2 separate regions of the Mus musculus genome follow, and region 2 is linked to region 1. Evidence: chromatin contacts called from public HiChIP or PLAC-seq data. All regions are on one chromosome and are shown on one strand. The core of a region is the stretch at or near the end of the contact, and the rest is flanking DNA. Distances in the headings are between cores, read along the strand shown.

Evidence for each region. HiChIP or PLAC-seq counts read pairs in DNA pulled down with a chosen protein or histone mark.
Region 2: an H3K27ac HiChIP or PLAC-seq map of embryonic stem cells shows a contact between it and region 1, with 6 read pairs. The contact joins the enhancer-like site here to the promoter of Caml in region 1. A contact is called at or near these places in 4 of 39 promoter capture datasets (the C10 cell line, hematopoietic stem and progenitor cells and liver), 3 of 115 datasets of contacts at active chromatin or transcription factors (bone marrow-derived macrophages, embryonic stem cells and pancreatic cancer cells) and 3 of 9 other capture datasets (adipose tissue, liver and pancreatic islet).

Annotation. Positions count from the first base shown.
Region 1 is chr13:55,621,562-55,624,337 of GRCm38.p6, forward strand. Caml (calcium modulating ligand) reads left to right here and starts at 1,444. Exons shown (of 4, transcript NM_007596.2): 1 at 1,444-1,695. The coding sequence starts at 1,530.
Region 2 is chr13:55,248,012-55,250,787 of GRCm38.p6, forward strand. It overlaps Nsd1 (nuclear receptor-binding SET-domain protein 1), which reads left to right. Exons shown (of 23, transcript NM_008739.3): 5 at 1-66. Among named protein-coding and RNA genes, the nearest start is that of Nsd1, 40 kb to the left of the region's middle. Within about 2 kb of position 1,425, at least 24 of the 459 cell types and tissues checked have an H3K27ac peak or open chromatin away from gene starts, as enhancers often do. A contact at or near this core is called in bone marrow-derived macrophages and embryonic stem cells, where this site is marked.

The DNA.
Region 1 (2,776 bases), core at 194-2,693:
TCTTGAGACAGGGTCTCAGTGTGTAGCTCTGGCTGTACTGATTGTGTAGACGAAGCTATCATCAAACCCACAGAGAATCACCTGCCTCTTTCTCCTCATTGCTTAGATTAAAGGCATGCACCATCATACCAGGCTAATTACCACTAGTTGATAATCTGTTGGTGTAGAACAAAATTCTGGAGCCACTTGTCTACTGATGGAATGCATCAATTGCATCTTGAGCTTCCATTTCGTACTGGGTGGGTGTGTTTCATTGCTTGGTTGCCCATCAAATGGGAACCTGATCTGCCTTGCTGACAAACACTGCCGCATATGATGGCTTTCATTAGTTTATTGCCTCTAACCTTAATATGATCACTGTGCTCAGGCCTGACCCCTTCCTTGGGTTTTTCATGGGCTATGGTGAGCTCTGGGGTGTCTCCTCAGCTGCTGCTTCACCAAAGACGTACCAGGTCTGATCTGAAAAGCCCAACAGCTGGCACACGCCATGTCAAATGGGCGGCTTCGCAGGGAATGAAACAGTTAATTTTAACTGCTCAAGCTTGCACTTCCCGAAATACTAAATCTGGCTAGTATTGAACGGTTTTAACTCTTCGCATTCCTTCAGCACGCCACCACTTGAGCTGGGGAGAGAACTCAGAATGAACAAGCTGGTTCAGACTGCAGGATCCTTTGTAATATATAATAATACCGCCGAGCGGTGGTGGCGCACGCCTTTAATTCCAGTACTCGGGAGGCAGAGGCAGGCGGATTTCTGAGTTCGAGGCCAGCCTGGTCTACAGAGTGAGTTCCAGGACAGCCAGGGCTATACAGAGAAACTCTGTCTCGAAAAACAAAAACAAACGAAGAGTATACAACCGAGCCCAGGCCCGTTGTCTGTTCCTAACGTGAGCTCTCTGGCTACCGAGGCAAGGCTGTTAGGTGTAGCCAGAGTCCGCAGTGTGACTCCCGGATTAGTAAGAAGGAGAGAGAGCTCTTTCTGCAGCTCCATAGAGAAGTGGACGGCCTGGGACTGGATAGTGGATTGAGGCTCCTTCGTTTGTTGTCCAGACATTTTCAGTAAAGAACTAGGATCACCACAGCCACCAAATCCCAGGGCCACGCTCCCGGAGAGCGTCGCACCCGCAATTACGTATCCAAGGAGCAGAGACGCGTTGGCTGGTAAAAAGCTCCCGCCGCTGCAACCTCCATTTTGCTTCCTGGCAGAGAATAAAATGGACCTGCTCCTCACTGTCATTTCACTCATCAGGAGGGCATCCGTCTCTTCATCTTCGAGAGCAGCTGTGAGGTAACCTGGTGGCGAGAAACCTGAGCACTGCGAGCCAACTTAGGAAGAGGGAACCCTTGAACTGGGCTTGCCCTCACTGAACATGGCGGCAGAGCCTGGCGCAGCCGATTAGCGCATGCTCACGCTTCAGTTCCCGCCCCTTAGAGGGCGGGATTACAGTGGGAGTGGGAGCGAACTCTGCGGCCCTGCCATAAGTCATCCTTGCCTTTACCGTCAGCCTGATCTAGACCGTAGAGAAAGCATGGAGCCGGTGCCTGCGGCCACGGACGGCGGGGAAAGACCCGCGACGCCGTCGGGCCTGTCGGCTTCTCAGCGGCGAGCGGAGCTGCGGAGGAGAAAGCTGCTCATGAACTCCGAGCAACGCATCAACCGGATCATGGGCTTTCACAGGCCCGGGAGCGGCTCGGGTGAGAGCTTCGGTTTCCCGTCTCCCGCCCACCTCTTTGAGTCTTCAAGCTCCTTCTGCCCACTCCAGCTCGTAAACATTTTGTCCCCAAAATGCATTCTGACCGAACTCTGTCACCGCTCCCTAGGTGACGACCCATATTATATTGTCGCTTAACCCCAGGACGCTCCTTGTTGCTTCCTATTTTCTTGGATCCTTGCCCGGAGGTCGTCTCCACCCTGGCTACAAAGCCTTCGTTCCTGAGTCTCTGTGTACGGTTATCTGAGACAACCCCTATGTTCCTGATTACTCGCCTTTCTTGAAGGCTGTGCATTTTATCCCCAGACCTCCCAGGGAGATTTTCCTATAAGCTCCAGATGCCTTTATTCCCAGTTACTCCCCATGACATAGCTTTTGCCTTTTGCTTCGTAACTCTCGTCCACCACATCAGTCATTACTCAACTGTTGGCTGGTCCGTCCGTTGTGGATTAGAGACCCTATTTCCCTATCTTGGTGGCTATGCTCATTGCTTTCAAAATTATCACCTGTCACACAGGTCCTCCCGAAAGATGTGATGTCCCTGCAGAGATTTCCTTTCATTACCATACATACATCACGTTTCAATAACTGCATTTGCCCTAAGAAAATTCATCTTTCATGCAACCTTGTGTCCAGGACACTGTTTTCTTGTGGACACAATTGAATTCTACTATGCTTGGCCTCTCTAAGTTTCGATTTGGGTGTTTCCTTTAGTAATTGGCTTTTTAGTTGCTCTTTGTGAGCTTGGTAGAACTCAAGAATTTCTCTGAGGCGTTAGAGATATAGTTCTGAACTTCTAGACAATATAAATGAGAGATATGGCTACCACTTTCAAAATCATCTGAAACAGTACAGAAAATATTTTTTTTGTAGTGATCATTCTGAAGATATTCTTAAAGTGTTGGTGTTTGTCTTTCTCAAGTCCCTTTCTTATTCTGTTCTTTTGCTTGAAAAATTTTATCATTTTTAGAGTTCTCTCTTTAAAAGCTAGAACAGCATCCTAAAAGTGCCTGCTCATAGCTGCCCGGGAACAGCAACAGTGGGTACAGGCGGCGCCACACCCT
Region 2 (2,776 bases), core at 175-2,674, 370 kb before region 1:
TGGGTGATGTAGAAAAGGAGACAGGAATTCCCAGTTTGATGCCACAGACCAAGCTCCCTGAGCCAGGTAAAAACTTTTATCTGGTAAAAAGTGAAGAGAATTTGTTGATGTTTTTTTTTTTTTCTGACAAAGTTGCTCATTTGAAGACCCTGGGTCTGTCTGTTGTAATGGAATATGTGTTACAAACTTGGAGTCAGAGTTACCACTTGACTAAGAAGACTAATATTTAAATGTGGGATATCTGTATTTTATAAACTTTTTAGTTTTATTTTAGCTATTGGGGATTGAGTTTAAGACCTCAGTGGATGTCTGGCAGCACACTGCTACTGAGTTACCTGTGTTACTTTCTTATTAGCTCTTTTTTTTCCTTTTTGTAAATCCCGATAATTTTTTCTCCTTTCCAGTTTCTTATCTTACAAAGTTAACTGACATTTTGGGATTGAGGAGGCTGTAGGCCTAAAAACTTAAGTGTAGTCATTAGTGTACTAGTAGTAAAAAGACTGGAAACTAGGTTTCCTCTGACCACAACTTAAAAGGATGCACATTTTTCTATAGGTAAGAGAGATGTGCTAAGTAATGCTATGCCACAGTTACCTTCTCACTGTGCTTTGAGAGTGTGTCTCTGTTGTCTTGGCTTAGCTGTCTTGGATTTTTCTTTTCTTTTTGATGGGGAGAAGGTCAGAGTCTCCTGTGATGCTGTTTTACTGTCTTTGCTCTTGATCCTTTTTTGTTAGGGGTCACAGCCAAGAAGCTGCCGTCCACCCCAATGTGCTTAACTGTTTGAGGTCTCGTATCTGCTTGTTTTGTTGTTAATTTTTTTGTATGGTGAAAGGCAAAGGCCCTGAATTCTTTTGATGTGGATATACAGCTCTCCCAAAATAGTTTGTTGAAGAAACTATACTTTTTCCATTGCTGTCATCCTGCTTCAGCTTTCTGAGTGCTGGGATTCTAGCTGCAAGATGTAACATGCCCAGCTTCCGAAGTCTGAGGAAGTTGAGCTGCGTGGTCAGTGCATCAGCAAACTGTAGGCTTCATGGACTTTGTGCTTTCCCATTTGATCTTTAGTGTTTTCAGTTACGTGTGTTTCAGTGTATGCATGAACTACAGTTAGAGGTCAGTGTGAGCCACCTGATGTGGGTGCTGGGAATCAAACTTGGGTCCTCTGGAAGAGCTCTTTCTTTCTTTTTTATTTATTTTTTATTTTTTTTAGTCTTATTATTATACATAAGTACATTGTAGCTGACTTCAGACGCACCAGAAGAGGGCATCAGATCTCATTATGGGTGGTTGTGAGCCACCATGTGGTTGCTGGGAATTGAACTCAGGACCTTCGGAGAAGCAGTCAGTGCTCTCTTACCCTCTGAGCCATCTTGCCAGCCCCGGAAGAGCGCTTTCTTAACTGCTGAGTCATCTTCCCTTTGTTTTTTGGTTTCTCTGTAGCCTTGACTGTTGGAGGAGAACTAGCTCTGCAGACCTGGCTGTCTCAGCCTCTGAGTACTGGCACAAGCTCAACTTTGTTTGGATTTTTAAAAAAAAAGATTCATATCATTCATTCAGTCTTGGATTGACTATTTCAAGGAATTTATTCAGTTCTTCTGGATTGTCCAGTTATGTATGATATCAGTGTTGGTGATATCAGTTGTAGTGTCTCTTTATGATTTATGCCCTTTTTTTCTTTTTTTCTTTTTTGGGTTTTCAAGACAGGGTTTCTCTGTATAGCCCTGGCTGTCCTGGAACTCACTTTGTAGACCAGGCTGGCCTCAAACTCAGAAATCCACCTGCCTCTGCCTCCCAAGTGCTGGGATTAGAGGCGTGCACCACCATGCCCGGCCTCCTTTTTTTTTTTTTTTTTTTAAATGTTGCTAAGAGTTTGTTATATAAGGCCTTGGGATGGCTCAGAAGTAAGAGTGCACACTGTTTTTGCAGAGTACCAGAGTTAGGATCCTAGCACACATATGTAGAGTGGATTATAACTGTCTGGAACTTCAGTTCCAGGGATATAAAGCTCTCTTCTAGCTTCTGCAGACATTTGCACTCGTGTGTGTGTGTGTGTGTGTGTGTGTGTGTGTGTGTGTGTGTTGTCATGTGTCCTCCCTCCCCACACCTGTAATTCAATTTAAAAAATTGAATATATATATAACAAAACAACAGTTAATGAAAAAAGAAGCCATGAATTTAAAAGAGAACAAGGAGGGGTATATAGGAGGGTTTGGGGTGGGGAACATGATGTAATTATATTATACTCTCCAAAAATCAATAATTTTTAAAAGTTGAATACATTTTTCAAAAATATTTTACTTGGCACTTAAAAGTATTTTTCCTTTGATATTAGGGATCTAACCTAAGGTCTTGTTACTTACTGGCAAGTCATTAGCTGGCATGCATTCCTAGCTTCTGATTTTTGCTGTAGTGCTTCTATTTTCTATCTTGTTTTATTTATTTCTGCTGTACTTCTTTCCTTCTGCTAACTTTGGATTAAATATAGTTTTCATATCTTAGGCTTGGATCTTGCTGTGTTGGCTTTCTACCTGTAGATAGATATTCCTTCCTGCCTCCACTTTCTGAGCACTGGAATTATTGAAGATGTATATAAGTCACTAAACTTGAACCTCCCCTTTTAAAATTCAAAATACCAAAACTCTGTGTGTGTATACACACACACACACACACACACACACACACACACAAGAATGTACTGAATGTCTGTTACCTGCTGAGCTATCTCTCCCATCTCCAGAACCTGGCTTTGAAACAAATAAACAAAAATCATAGGTAG